Linked DNA regions of Sus scrofa: region 2 is linked to region 1. A link is a contact called in public Hi-C data. All regions are on one chromosome and are shown on one strand. Each heading gives the region's core, a stretch centred on a gene start, on an enhancer-like site or on the middle of the called end of the contact. The rest is flanking DNA. Distances are from core to core; before and after follow the strand shown.

The links. A called contact is a pair of places that touch in the nucleus more often than the background predicts.
Region 2: a contact with region 1 is called in a Hi-C map of omental adipose tissue, with 1.9 times the contacts expected there. The contact joins two enhancer-like sites. A contact is called at or near these places in 2 of 5 promoter capture datasets (fetal liver and liver), 10 of 47 Hi-C or Micro-C datasets (brain, embryonic fibroblasts, fetal liver and 4 more) and 2 of 2 datasets of contacts at active chromatin or transcription factors (alveolar macrophages and skeletal muscle).

What each region holds. Positions count from the first base shown.
Region 1 is chr18:17,929,324-17,937,055 of Sscrofa11.1, forward strand. The region is part of intron 11 of LOC106506781 (a long non-coding RNA gene); the gene reads left to right. Among named protein-coding and RNA genes, the nearest start is that of MKLN1, 100 kb to the left of the region's middle. Within about 2 kb of position 2,803, at least 11 of the 83 cell types and tissues checked have an H3K27ac peak or open chromatin away from gene starts, as enhancers often do. A contact at or near this core is called in omental adipose tissue and retroperitoneal adipose tissue, where this site is marked.
Region 2 is chr18:18,005,706-18,013,437 of Sscrofa11.1, forward strand. All of the region lies in intron 1 of LOC110257572 (a long non-coding RNA gene), which reads left to right. Among named protein-coding and RNA genes, the nearest start is that of MIR29B-1, 30 kb to the right of the region's middle. Within about 2 kb of position 5,161, at least 19 of the 83 cell types and tissues checked have an H3K27ac peak or open chromatin away from gene starts, as enhancers often do. A contact at or near this core is called in omental adipose tissue and retroperitoneal adipose tissue, where this site is marked.

The DNA of each region.
Region 1 (7,732 bases), core at 1,553-4,052:
CAAACATTTGTCACAAGAATGGATGCTGATACATATCTATTATATCTATTATACCTATTATATGTATGTATGTGTGTGTGTGTGTGTGTGTGTGTGTGTATCTCTCACTGTGACCTGTTTTCTTTTTCCAGAAAAACAAGAAGGAAATGAAACAGGTTTTCATTGCTTAAGGCATAATACAACCAGTTAATTTTCTCTGCTAACATATTTGTTAGAGGAACACTGGTTTTCCTTTAGAAGCAGATGTTACATTTTATTGTAACAGTTAAGTTTGCCTTTATATTTCTGTCATGTTGCTTTGCATGTAGATGGCACCTGTTTTCTCTTTAAGGTAGATGGGCACTTTCTGCTAATTTTACCTTTTTAAAAATACTAGGCTATTTCCAAAGAAAAAATTTTTGATGTACAGATAGATTAAAATCCATTTGTGCTTAGTTTGGGAAGTAAAACTGGTATGACAGTGATTTGTGCTCGTCCTCTTGAGTATGAAGTACACATAAAGACTTAGGAGCCAGTGGAGAACACATACAGCTTAATGAAAGATTGTTAATGACTAGAATAGGATTTAATTAATATGTATTGTAAAACCAGACTGCATGTGGACAGTGTGTTTGACCTAATTAAATATTTGGAGGAATACTATGAATCCCACACCCCTATACCTTTTCCTATCCTTTCTCCATCGCTAAATATTTATTGAATGTTTCTAGAGTGAATATTACATAAAAACAAGTATATGAAATTATCTTTGCTATCAAGGCTGCAGTCATATTGAATGTAATTTGTTAGTTCACTTTCCTGCTTTAGGAAGAATGTTAAGGTGAACTCAGTCTAATCTTTAACACATTATTACCGTTCATCTCTGCTTGTCTGAATCCAAGTTTTAATCTCCAGTCTATATTCTATAAAGTTAACGTTAGTGATCCCAGTCGGCACAGAGACTGCTCAGATTAGTGAATCAGTAAGTAATGGAATAATTTATATTCTCCATATATGCTTTGAAAATCTCAACAATGAGGCAAGCTGCCAACACCTACAAACATTAATTATTAGAGGCTTTTTTTTTTTTTTCTTTTTTGATGGCCCTGTGGCATATGGCATCCTGGGCCAGGGAATAGATTTGAACCGCTACTGCAGCCTGCACCGCAGCTGCGGCAACACCAGATATTAACCCACTGTGCCAGGTCAAGAATCAAACCTGCATTCTGGTGCTGCAGAGATGCTGCTGATTCTGTTGTGTCACTGCAGGAACTCTTAATTATTTAATTAATTAAGGGCCACTAGGACTGTGAAGTCTCCTCAGGGAAGTTATAAGAGTGGGCTCTATGCCGTTGAGTTGCAGGGCTCACTGCTCCCCTTTCCTCAGCCCCTGCTAAGCTTTGCACTCCCAGGAGAAGCTGCAGGAGCTGGAGAGGGGTGCTGCACTGCCAGAGGATGTGCAAGAGAAGATGCTGAACCTATCTATTTCTAGGCCCGTAAAACATACAAGAAATTTCTGTATAGAAATATGGTTAGCAGAAATTGCATTTGAGGACAGGCACATTGGAATTGGTGAGTGGCTGATATAGCTTAGAGCAGTGAGGTTTCACTGATCCTCATTACTGATGTTGTAGCCAGGAAGGGGCTGGTCTCACCTGGCCTGTCACCTTTCTTTCCCCCACCTTCAAATGCTCTCTGTTTCTTTTACTGTTTAAATAGGAAACCAAGGTGCTGGAATCCCCCAGAGTTATGGGTATGAAGGTTGTGGGCGTGTGAATGGGTTTGGGCTTTGCCCTTCGTGGAACCCTAACCCTTTCCCCTTCCAGTTTTGGAAAAATCATCCCCTGTGGTTGAGTTACTCCCTTTTTCAGTTCCATAAGCTCACCACCTCCATACCTATAGCTCTGAAGGAGTCTAACACTTTTAATTCCTCTTGTCTCCACCTTCAAAACTCAGAGGTTTCCTGGGTAGTCTACTCCATACCTGGAGAATTATTGTCTGTTCTAAAATTCTTCCCCACCCCCCAAATATGTTTACAACTAGTGCTGACATTTATTGTGTGCTTACTTAGAATCAGATGCTTTTCTAAAAGACTATTAAGTATCCTCATTTTAATTTGCGTAACAACCCTGGAAGGTATAATTCCCATTTTTACATCTAAGGAAATTGTGGCTTATGGGATTTGACCAAGAGCCTGCAGCTGGTACGTGGAAAAATCTGAATGTGAACCTAGATTTTTGATTACTAAACCCTAGAAGACAGGTGCTGAGTTCTCACTTTGCCAATGACTACTTCATCTTGGGTATGAAAAAACTTTAAACCAGGTGTTGATAATAATTGTACAACAGCTGTATTCACATTACCAAGCTGTGTTTAATAAAATTGCTTAGTTTGCTTTAAGTGCGTATTTTAAAAATCTGTTCTCATAGATAATTACTTGCAAATTACAACAAGGGTTTTTTGGTTTTGTTTTGTTTTCAAATAACTTACCTTGGGATCCCAGGATGTTTTTCAGTTCAACCAATCTTAGGTAGGGAATATTTGTTTCAAAACCATAACCCTCTAACTAAACTTATGGAAACAATTGCTCACATTCCTTATCATAAATCTAAAGTCATACAGGAAACATCTAATTCTTCGAATAAATATTTGCCCTCTCTCAAATAGGGTATTATCACAAAGGACTTTCTACTGTGATGAAAGCAAGGCAGTACGATGCCCCATGTGCCTCCCTCCTGCATTTAATGGCAGCCCACACCAGGGCATGGTTGTGTGCTTGCTTGAGCAACTCTTAAGAGCAGACTGTGCACACCGGCATTTTTCACACGGCCAGGGCGGAGCCACAACTTCCCTTTCCAGTTTCACACTTATAGGAAGTCCACGCGTGCACACGGAGGTGCCAGGGGACCCTCCCGGACCTCAGAATTGTTAACACACGACCCTGTGTATCCACAGAGGGTGAAAAGTTTGCATGTAAACCATGTCAGTGTCATTTACAAAAATTACAGCTTTTAAAATATCTAAGATGTATTCGAACATTAGAAACAGATGGTGGTGTATCCTTGGAGCACTTCCATGAGAGTGTTTTTAAAAACATTAGTCCAATATTGACTGGATGCTGATTTATGTCAAGAAAAAAATGTTAGGTTCCCTGTGGAATACAAAGTCAAAGACAGCTAGCTAGGTAGAGCAGGTGAGAAAAATGCTACAATTCAGGAAGGGATTCCTGTACACAAACAAAGAAAGTAACTTTGAGTACAAATGGGGGGGTGGGTGACCTCTTCTGGCCAGGAAAACAGGGAGGAGAAGACATTTACAGAGGACTTTGAGGACACATAGGACTTGGGTATGAGAACATTAGGGAGGAGAGATGATGTGTAGGGCACTTCCGCTTTGGGGAGAGTTTTATTTTATTTTATTTATTTTATTTTTTTTGTCTTTTTAGGGCCACACCCACAACATAGGGAGGTTCCCAGGCTAGGGGTCCAGTTGGAGCTATAGCTGCCAGCCTACACCACAGTCACAGCAACGACAGATCCAGCGCCAAGGGGAAATACCGAAGCTATCACTACCCTCTTAAACAGATTGTCTCCTTCATTAATAAATTAGCTCTATATACATTTAAAAATATGATCCATTCTTAATAGACTCAAAAGATCGTTTTCATATATTTAAATTTGCCTGGGATTTCTTTCAAAGTCATTACTGCCAAACAGTGATTTACTTGTTCTTTAGACCTTTTCAGTGATACTTTGCCCAAACTGGCTGCCACTTTAAGACCTACCTGCATCATAAATTTGCCCTGATCCTGACCTCAGCAAGAATTACAGCCATGCATTTGTTCACTTGCTCACCCTGGTGTATTCAACACCAATTTACATGCCAGGTCCTGGTGAGTTCTAGGCACCCAGCAGTGAACAAGTCCAAACTGGACAGGTGAATTGAATGCCTGGAAACCACCTGAAGTTCTTATCATTAAACTGTATTTAAAAGATAACAATGCAACTTGCACTACAAACTGATAACAGCGTAGTGCGTATACCTCCCAACTTTTACATTTTAACAGGGATCAAAGCTTTGCCTCGAACTGCAGTGTGTAAGGGGAATTGTGGTTTGAGACTTGGGACTTTTCCAGCTTATATGGCTTATTACGCAGCAGGGTTGGTACTGTCCTATCGGTCCTTTGAGGTGAGGACTGGATCTGATAATATTCCTCCCAGGAAGGCAGCTTAGAGAAAACCCCACTGCACAGGAAAATCAGTTTGCTATCCCATAGCGGAAAAGAGCTCTTGTTGCAAGAGGTTTTGCCTTTTTGAGGGGCCAGAGAGCCGAGCACAGAAAGGGGAGTACAGCCCAGTGCACCGGGCACCCTGCTGTTGGTTGTTGGGCAAGTCACTTAAACCCCTTCCAGGCATCTGTGAAAAAGGGTGATCATGATAACAGTCCTTAAAGGATTGTTGAGGGTCAAATAAGTTAATATCTACAGACAGTTTAGAATTGTGCCTGCCATAGAATCAGCATATATTAACGTTAGCTATTATTTCTTTTTGCTGTTTTCGTTTTGGCAGTTTGTTGATTTTCTGAGAATATGTAGGAGATCTAGAGTAAGAGCGGATAAGGAGATAGTTCAAGTGAGAGTGGTTAATTCCTTCTTTCCCCTCCTCAGACTCCCCCACCTCCTACCCTACAGACCCTAGAGTTATTTGTTTTGTATGGCAGTAACATCATATTTGAATGTATGACCTTGAAAAATTCTGATTAAGTAGTTCTGGGCAAAGCTCTAATGGTTGGAAAATAACTCAGGCCTCCCACACATACCTGCTCAGCCAAGAATTTGTTTGCCCCAGGAACCGTGGGTGGGCGGGAGTGGAAGCAAAGCACACACCCAGGCTTATGTGAACGCTCTGTTCTGGCTTGAGACCCCAGTGTCACCCTTCTCCCTATGCTCCCCAGTGCTTTCTGGTCATTTCTTTTCATGCTCAATTGTAGAGAAATAAGTGTTTTTGTTATTTTTTTTTTTTTTGTAATGCTTTTTCTTTTTTCTTTCCCCGACTCCAGGGAACTTCCATTTCCCCCCTCCCTGCCTGTTTGTTCTCTAAACTTGGGCGCTTTATTTGTTCCTTAATATTGCACTTGTGCAGATTTCTCCAAAAGCCCAGAAGGCAAGGTGCAATGTAAGACGATGAACTTTAGGGCTCCCTGCATGGATCCCGGGTTTCAGGGTCTGCGGCAAGGCCCTCTGGAAGTGCCCTGGAATTTTCTGTTGGTTCTTGTAACCAGGGCGAGAGACCCCCTGGCTTTGCACTGGGGCCTCTCACAGGTACTCCTGCAGGCTTTCTCCTGTCTGCATCCTGGGGAGACTGGTGAGGGGGCTTCAGCACAGTCCTGCAGAGAGGGGCTTGTTTTCCTGTTCCTGTGAAATATGCCACGTTGGAACCTCTGGTCTGCATGACCTTTAGTTATTGGTTCCTGGCTTGGTTCATATTTTTCCTTTTAGTCTATTTAACATGTAATCCCATTGTCCTGGTTACGTCCTGTCATGGAGCAGGTGTGTTCTTTTTCTGAGCATGAGAGCAGGCCTGTATTGGGGCCTGCCCTGTGGGAGGCAGTCTGGGAAGGGGTGGGAAGAGGCCTCAGGCCCCCGGAAATCTCTGTGAGAGCAAAGCCTAGAAAGTTACTTAACCTCTCTGAGCCTGCATACTCACACCTTGCCCAAGTGAAATTTCCTTGGCTTGTTCTAAAGGTGAACCGAAAATTGCATGGGATGTAGCCAGCTCGCAGTAACCACTCTTTTCCCTCTGTTTCCTTCTTGGGTTACGGAACCCAGGCTTATGGTGGGGATACTAGGTACTGGGAGAATTCTTCCTAGCAAGCTGACCAGGCCTCAAGATGGGGGGACTGATCTTTGGGAGGCCTTTGCCCTTCAATCAGGATGCAGGTGGGTCTTCCTTAAAGAGGCATCCTTCTTTTTGGCCAGCTGAGGAATTTGGGGGAGGCAGCAAAAACCCACTTTAAATTTTGCCATTTATTTCTCCTCTGGTTTGCTCAAATAAGGGAAGAACTGACAAAATGAAAAGTAGAATTTTTGTTTTGACAATTAAACCCTATGGACAAACAGCCTCAAATCAAGACATCCTGTTTGTCGGCTTGTTCTCTGGTCTCTCCTGCGATAACCAGCCTGGACGGGTAGTGCTGTGCTCAGGGCTCTGCGTGCGCATTTTCACGTTGAAGCAGATCCGTGTCCTCTGTCAGTCAGCCCAGACCACCTCTTATTTCCATGGCGAAACCTGTTGGGTAGAAGGAAATCAGTATGACAAAAAGCTGCATCTGGCCAGTTTGCTGTACCATCCTGCCCTCTTCTATTTTATAGATGTAGCATTTTTTGGTGAAAAGATATGCTAATATAAGTTTATCGACTGTATGACTTGATGTTAGGCCAGAAAATGTCAGCTAAGTCCTTTGAAATGATGTTATCTCAAAGCTGTCTTTTTTTTTAAGTCCCCTGAAGTGCAATAACGACCTTCATTCATTCCTAGACTCTTAGGTTCTCATTTTGGGACAGTCTACTATGCTTCCCTTTATAAAAGGAAATGGGCAGCAGTTCATATGCACATCCCCTGCCACCCACTGCGAGGAGGCTGGGCCTCTGTGTCAGCCTCACCCCTTAGCCTCTGGAATTGGCCAGGTTGGTGCCCACAGAGCCCAGACCGTTCTGTTGCCACCCAGGGCAGCAGCACGGGAAAGAAAGTGGGCCTGAAGGAAGTGGGCTGTTGAGGAGGCAGGGGTGGGAATGTGTCTGTCGTCGTATGCGTGGGAGAGGGCACAAAGGAGAGAGAGCATGTCGGAGCTCCTGCAGAGCCAGGTCTGTGGGACAGTTTTCTGGCCTCAGGTTTGGGTTCACCTGTTGTCATCTGCTCTTTGGGAAGGGTGCTGGTGTGGTGTATAGAAATTCTCCCAAATAGTAATTACGATTGTTTCTGTAGTTCCCAGATGTAGGCACCTGCCTGTCACTCCCCTGAGACGCCCCAATCAGAACGGCCCTTCACGTGAGTGGCCGCGGAGCACATACTTGTCATGTTTAGAGGATTAGAGGGGTGAAGTAAAGAGCAGATTAACTTGGGTGTAGATTCTTAGGAACGAGAGAACGAGTGGCAAAGGTTCGCGTGAATTGGGAAAGGTGTGAAGACACAGTTCTCCTTCTGGTTTACAGAGTTCTAACCTGACGGCTTACAAAGTGTTGCTGGGGTGTTTTGTCGGCAGTAGCCTGGTACTTGCTTTAGTGATACACATCTCCCACATTTGAAGGAAATGCCATGGCCACATTTTCGGCAGGCTTCCCGGTAATTATGAAAAAAAAATTTTAATGTGAAAACTTTGGGGAAAAGTATTTATATTACTGAGTAGCACATGTGTAAATGTGTGTATTTAGATACATAAATAAAAACAAAATATTGGGACTATTTCTAAACAGCTGTTAACAAAAATTAGATCATGTATAAAATGGTAAACCTTAACGGATGCCCCAGTAATTCATGTCTTTCTGCGTAGAACAGGTTCATTCAGACTAGCTTCCCTCCCAGCGCCAGCATTCCCTCTGCAGGGTGCCTGAGAGATGACAGTTTCGGCATCACCTTCTCTTCACTTCCTTCCTTCCTTTACTTTTCAGCTGATGTGTTCTGAGGCCAGGTCTCTATAGGAGGCATTGCAGGTACACAGATGAGTACCTGTAATTTTGCCCTCAAAGGCCCCCCAG
Region 2 (7,732 bases), core at 3,911-6,410, 79 kb after region 1:
ACAGTGCCGCCAAAGAGTGCACTCCTTCCCGTTGTTTAAGAGCAAACTTTCAGTCAGTGACCACTATGAAGAACATTTGTGACAGGGTTTTGTTCCGTTTGGGGAAGTGAGGGGACGGTGGGCCCAGGGGTCTGGAGAGCAGACACTGATTCTGTAAACTTGGGCTTGAATGATGTCCACAGCAGAACAAATTACAGCAAGACCTGAGTGTCCCTATAGTCTGATCCCATTTTAAATACCCAACCTTAGGAATGGTCCTTCCCCCTCCCCCATTTACAGGCGTTCCTAGCAGGCCACAGCTTCTTGGCGACAGTCACGTCTGTTGGGTTCACATTCTCTGTGTTATTCCCCACAAGCATGTATTTTTATGATCTTTATCCTATTTTGCTCTACTTTTCCTTTCTCTTTTTAAGACATCAGCATTGGCCACCCAGGACTTAAGAGGAATTTTCATATAAAGCACAGTCTGTGATGGGAACAACTTGCACAGGAGCTTTGGGAACTGTGAACCTCTGTGTGAACGTGACACAGGGAGAGGGGACATTAGATATGCTAATATTTGAGTAGCCTTCTGGCCTCTAATTGTTCACCAGCCTCAATCAATAAGATTTTTGTAGGTCGTAGGTATGTGCAGTTGCACCCCGTGTAGGGTTCCTGTCCTTTTGACGTTAGGCTGGGTGTTCCCCTGTCTATTGAGCAAGTTCCTAAGGTCTTGAGAGTGAGGGCAGAGGGATGCCTGTTGTATAGCATCGTTGGTTTGCGTTAAATTCTTCAGTTCAGTTATTGATGCTGTTTTTATTCATCCTCAATTTGAAGATTATATTCATGCCATGCAAGTGGTTTCCATATTCTTCTTTTTAAAATATCAATACAGTAAAATTATAAAAACATACCACATTCATGAAAGTTTCCTTCCAGAGTATAGATGCAGATGGTATTATTATTATTATTATTATTATTATTATTATTATTATTTTGCTTTTTAGGGCCTCACCTGCAGCATCTGGAAGTTCCCAGGCTAAGGGTCGAATTGGAGCAACAGCTGCCGGCCTACACCACAGCCACAGCAACGCAAGATCCCAGCCGAATCTGCGACCTACACCACAACTCACAGCAACGCCAGATCCTTATCCCACTGAGTGAGGCCAGGGATAGAACCTGCATCCTCACGGATACTAGTTGGGCTCGTTACCACCGAGCCACAATGGGAACTTCCTGGTTTTAGGAATTTTTTTTTACATGTATTCTTGATGTTTATCTTGAGCGTTCAAAAATGAGAAACATAGGAGCTGAGGTTTAAGTAGCAAATTGTCACCACATTAGAAATTAAGGGCTTAGCAGAGTTCCCATTGTGGTGCAGGGGAAACGAATCTGAAAAGGAACCCTGAGGTTGCGGGTTTGATCCCTGGCCTCGCTCAGCAGGTTAAGGAACCAGTGTTGCCGTGAGCTGTGATGTAGGTTGCAGATGTGGCTCAGACCTATCTGGTGTTGCTGTGGCTGTGGAGTAGGTTGGCAGCTATAGCTCCAATTAGACCCCTAGCCTGGGAGCCTCCATATGTCACAGGTGTGGCCCTAAAAAAAAAAAAAGTGAAAAGAGGAAAAAAAAGAAATTAAGGGCTTAGCGATGCCATGTAACAAATTACGTGAACACATTGGATCTGTTTGTTTTTATTCTTTGGTCTCATTAAGTGGAAGCTTGTGTTTTTCTCCTCCTGCCATCATGAACCGCCCCCCCCAATTCCCACCCAAGATAGAAGCGCATTAATAGCCTGAAAATAAAGGACAGGCTTTTTCTAAGCTCCTCTTTTAGCAAACTGTCTACTAGTCCCTTCAGAAAATGAGCTCTGTCACATTGATGCTCTTTAAGAGAAAAGCAATTTTTCTTACTCAATTTGCCCAATTGTCAAGAAATTCTACTCTGCTATAAGTGATCAGGTTTGGTTAAAGTCGAGAGAAATACATACAAAAGGTCATATTTTACTCCTTTGTGGTTGGCTTTCAAAGGATGCTTTGATTCGAAAACCAAGCAGTCACTGTTAACATGATGAGGTCTTAAAACAAGTGTTTTTCTGCCCCCATCACAGACATATCTGAAAAAGGCCCCTCTTCTCCCAAACCCCAGGGATGACACTCAGAGGCTGTGTCTTCAGTGTCTCAGCGCCCAGGAGGGAAGATCATTTCCATATTTGAAATTTAGGGGCAAGCGGAAATAACTTTGTTTTTCTCAAAGGGTTAATACTCTAAACAGCTTCAGATTGGTTCACTCGCATCTTAAAATTACTTTTCTGGTCACGCGCACTGAAGGTCTAAGCATTTGTGAAATGTCTTTTTCTTTTTCTTCCTCCCGATGCTGTGCTGTTCTCTTCTGGCTGTCTTAATTACACAAGGGTTGAGAAACCAAATTAAAATTAGGCGTGGCTGGTAAACAGCGATCACGTTGCCTGCTTTCAGCTTTGCTTGTTGGAGTTACTTCTCCTTGTATCACTTTCCTTCCCACTTTTTTTTTTTCCAAAGGAAATATCATGAGCTCTTTTAGAAATACTCACAGGAAGTGAGTGTCCACACGCCGGTTATTCACCAGCTGAGCGCTGACAGGTGGAGGTACTGCTGCTGCCCTCCCAGATTTATTTGAGCATTTCCACCAGAGCAGGGGAGTACTCGGGGTATACAGACCAAAGGGGTTTTGTGTACTGAGGGAGTTGTGAGAGGAAATTGGTCATCGCTCGTCATCGTGGTGGACAGTGACTCAGGGAGCTGTGATGAGGGGTCAGCAAGGCACGTGGCCGCCGTCTCTGAGGTCTCTGCTCCCTACTCAGGGGGCGGGCTGTCTTCTAAAAATGAATGCTCCCTCCACCGCCAGCAACGATTCTTGTGCAGTGAATCACTTCCAGAAATGAATAGCCACAGTTTTTTGGAATGAATGTTGTGAAATCCCTCGTTTATAATGGCAGGTTTTCCGTTGGTGGTTTTTATCAGAGAGAATTTCTCAAGATCAAAACGAAACCTCCTCTTTACAAAGAAAGAAAGTACTCTCGATACAGAAAGCAAAAGTATTTCCACTCTCCTCCTGACGAGCTGTCACAGAAGATCTCTGTACCTGTGTTTAGAGATCCACGTCCATGTACTTGCCTGAACGCACGAGTCCTTGAAATCACGAGTTCATTGCCGTAACTGGTGGTCTCCTATGCAGCAGGTTGCTAACTCCGAGCAGTGTTATGTGCGGTGAGTAGGTGGTAGACTCCGAAGATCATTGCTAATCCAGTGTTCGTCCTCTTGAGTCATGGATTCAGAGGACTGCCAGCAAGCTCTTAAATACTTGCTGTGCCTTATATGATTTAATGCATGGAGCTGCAAGACTCCCAGAAGCCTGTGAAAGGTTTTGCAGAGCGTGGATTAATTGAATAATCTTTTGAATATACTAGTCCTTGGGAGGAAGAAAGGATGTCTTACAGAAGGAAGCAGTTTGTGGGTCTCTTAGAGCTACAGTTACTGCTCTCCTGTATTTTAAGTGTCACTCTATCCTCTTGTGTGAAAGAAATAAATGACTGCATGGTTTAATGGAGAAGAAGTTACGCCAGCTCTTTTGAAATGAAGAGACCTTCACCCACGTGTTACTCCTCGCTGGACTGTCGTCCTCCTGCCTCTTCACACAGAGCAAGTTTCCACGAGCGAGGCTCCCCGTCTGGCAGCATCAGTGATGCGCCTCATCCAGAACCCAGTGGGCCCGCCATGGGTTACTGGCAGCACTTTTATCGAGGGGCAAAGAGAGGAAATCCAGTTCCTGGAAACAGGGAGTGCAGTTTCAGAAATCCTTCTCCCTCCCGAGTGGAGAAGTTGTTTGACCTACTGACTCATTTCATAGGAATTGGGAAAACAACCTAGTGTGGTTTTCATTGTTCATCCTGGAGGCTTCCAAAATCTGCGTCTGTGCAAATAAGATGAGCTGGAGAAAGGTAGTGTTGCCACTTGCTGTTTCTACCTGCCTGGTCTCCCGATGGGATTCAGTCTCTTGCTTCCAGCGCAAGTCCAGCCTGTGCCTGGGGCTCCGTTGTGTGCCTGTCCAGTGGTGAGTACGGATGACAGCATTGTCTGATTTTATGAGTTCTTGCTTCTAAATTTCTAAATGGCATTTCATCGCAGGAAAAGCTTTAAAGAGCCTTTTTCCCCCGGCACATTTATATTACATTTTATATTGACCTGTAGAAAATACTCTAGGTGTGGTGATAATTATAAAAAGACCACAGAACCCGTAGACAACAATGAAAGTTAAGAGTTAAGAGATGTTTTGAAAAACAGATTTTTTTTAGCGTATTGACACGAGAGCAGTTTTGATTTTGACACATTTATATTAAGTGATTTTTGGGGGTAGTGTTATTTATAACACAAGTATGGAAGATAATAGTATATTTTAACAAAATAATATAATTACTACTAGTTAATAATGAAAGGCATGTCTTTCTGGCTAGCAGCATAATGTTTACATGCAGAGGATCTTTTGATTTATGACATTTTGGTTTTAATCTACTGTTATCAAATAAGCTAAAAGTATCCAAAGAAGACAGAGTATATTAACTTGGATAAAAGTAGAAGCTGAGAGGTGCTTGAAGTGATTAATATTTGAAGTGTTAGATTATGGCCTCCGTATCATTTCATTTATGCCAAGTCCCCCAGATCATACTCAAGATATGATCTTCAGCATTGCAGCTGATGCTTAGTGTATAATTATCATAGAGTTTCTCATTCTCTTCGGAGATGGCCGAGGAGAACGTTGACTTGGTCACACTAGCGCTTTCTCTTCAGCAAACAGCGTTGCATGTGAAACGCCTTAGAGGCGGAGTTCTTAACCTTTCCAGGGTGTGGGGCCCCTGTGAGGTTGCGATGGACACTGGAAGTCGTCTCACTACATGCACGCACAAGCATTTGCCCGCATTTTCAGGGCATTTGCAGCTACAGTGAAGCACACCCGGGACCCCGGGCGCGGGTTGCCACCTGGCATGAGACCACACTGTGATCTTTCCATCCCTTGGTTTCGCAGCAGACACTGGGATCGAAAGGGGCGGCAGCCAAGTCGAAAATAAGTCATCCTCTGTGGTTGCTCAGTGGGGATGCAAAGCCCAAGAAAAGGAGGAAGGGTGGAGAAAATATGTGACTAATACTAAACAAACAAAGAGAATCCTTAGTATTATCACAACCACCGAACAGCCCAGAAGCCCCAGACGTCTAACCTTGGGTGTTGGGAAAGTACAAGGTGAATTCCAGTGGATACTTCAAGATTCAGTGTTAAACAACTGGAGAGAGTTTTCCTTCTAAGTAATGAAGTCTCTTTTCTTTTTTTCCATATGTATGTTACCAAATTAGATCAGACCACAAACCATCTGAACCCCAGCAGTATAAATAATAACCGTTGTAACAAACTGGAGAAATGGTTCTACTTGAGCAGGAGAAATTTGGGTGGGGATAGATAGAAGGTAGCTTAGCTGAGTACACAAAGACCTTATTTAAAAAAAAAAAAAAAAAAAAAAAAGTGCCCTTCTTGCCCATCAGCTAAATTTAGGTCAATACTGTAAGGCTGTTGTGAAAGACATGATTCTTGAGTATATTAAAAGGAGTATGACATAAAAGGTTAAGAAAATAAGACTCGCATTAGTCAGACTTATTATTGTGTCCAGTCTGAATCACATTTGAAAAAAGATTTGGGGTCATTGTGAAGAGCTCTGATACACAACCAACAGAAAGTTATACACCCTTCCCACAACAGATAAAGTAACGGAAGGTTTTAGTCCCCAGAAGGCTAAAGGATTTCTTGCTGATGGTCTTTAAGTCGCTGGAGTCTCATTTGTCTTTATAACACCCTGCCTGCTCTCAGCGAATTGCTGTGCTTCAAATGCTGTCCTGTGTGGGAACACTCGTAACACCTGCATGATAGCTTCGAAAGAGTAAAGAACGTTCAAATAAGACCAAAGAGATGTCAGGACATAAGGAATATAAAAAATATACTTCTTTGTTGATTAATAGGTAAGAAAGACTGTCTCAATTGCCAAGATGATCAAGTAAATGAGTGGCCAAGAGAAGTTATGAAATCTTTGGTTTCGAGACAGGACTAGGTGGTTCTGTTTTAAATGGTGGAAACATTTATTAATTTGTTCAACAGACTCTGAGGGCCTAGTTTGCTAGATGCTCACAGTCTGCTAGAGGAGGCTAGGATGCAAAAACAGATCCACGGTGTACAATAAGAGTCATGGCCACACAAAAACAGCATGTAACCTGCAGCCGCCATCCGTGGGTCTTCCCGACAGAGGTGGGTCTGAGTTGACTCTTCAAGGACAGCCTGTAAGGGGTTAGCTGGACCAGGGGCGCAAGCATGGTGGGGAGGGCTGCAAGCAGGAGGCATAGTGGACACCGAGGCTCAGAGCATAGGGTGTAGTGGGGGTTGTGGGGAAAGGGGTGATGCAAGGAGAGGAAGCAGGAAGCGTCATTGACAACAGAGGTCTCATGGCTGTGCCTGAAGGTGTCCACCTAGGAGCATGAGGAGACGAGAGGTACACATCAGGCGGCTCACAGGGCGTGTGTGTGTGGATCTGCGTTGGGGGGGATTGGGGGGCTGGAGCGGGGGGCACAGGTCAGGCGCAGGGCAAGGAGGCCAGACAGTAAGGACACCACTGGCGGTGGATTCCAGAGACTAGCGAGCTGAAAAGAGGGAGAAGGTGAAGTCGGGATCGTGGCTTAGGTTGTTACGTGGTATCGTTCACACAGTATGACATGTGAGAGGAGAACCGGTTTGAGGGGCGATGAGGCAGCCTGCGGACCTGTGAGAGCACATAGACGGAGCCTGGCGGAGGCAGGGGCCGGAGTGAGCCGGGAAGGTGGTTTGCGTGACAGGCTCTGGACTTGAGATGCTGGTTAACAACAATGCGAAGTCATCCATGCTCTTGACTTGTGTGAAGAGCTGTTTCTAAAGCAGTGGGTCACTCTTCCAAAATTTTTATATGATAGTTAAAAATTTTTTCTAACTTTGAGTGAAATTTTAAAAAAATATGTAGAATAAGATAAAGAAGAAATAAAAATGATCTCTGATCCCATCCCCAAAGCTCTGTTAATATTTGTGTTTATTTCCTTCTAGTGTTTTCCTGAACACGTGTGCATGTACATACACATACAGAGTTGCCAAATCAGCATCATTCTGTATAGGCATTTTTTATAGTCCACCTTAAATGCACATTTTCTCCAAGACATTTTCAGGGGGCATTATTCTGTAGTTTCGGAGTATTCTGTTTCCTTCCATTTTTTTTAAGCCATTTTTATATTACAGTAATTTTCCCCTTTTTGAGTATAAAACTTTCAATTATATCTTGGCTGGAATTTTCCTAAGAAGTTTTTTTTTTTAATTGATATAAAGTTGATTTATAGTGTTATACTAGTTCCAGGTATAAACATAGTGATTAAAAATTTTTATAGATTATACTTCATTTAAAGTTACTACAAAAGAATAGCTGTATTTTCCTGTGCTGTGTAATGTATTCTCGTTGCTTATTTACTTTATGAAAAGTAGTTTGTTATCTTTTAATCCCATACCCCTATCTTCTTCCTTCCCCCTCCCCGCTGGTACCTACTAGTTGTTTTTCTATATCTGTGAGTCTTTTGTTATATATATTCATTTATTTTATGTTTTAGATTCCACATATAAGTGGTAACATGCAGTATCTGTCTTTGACTTACCTCCCTAAGCATAATA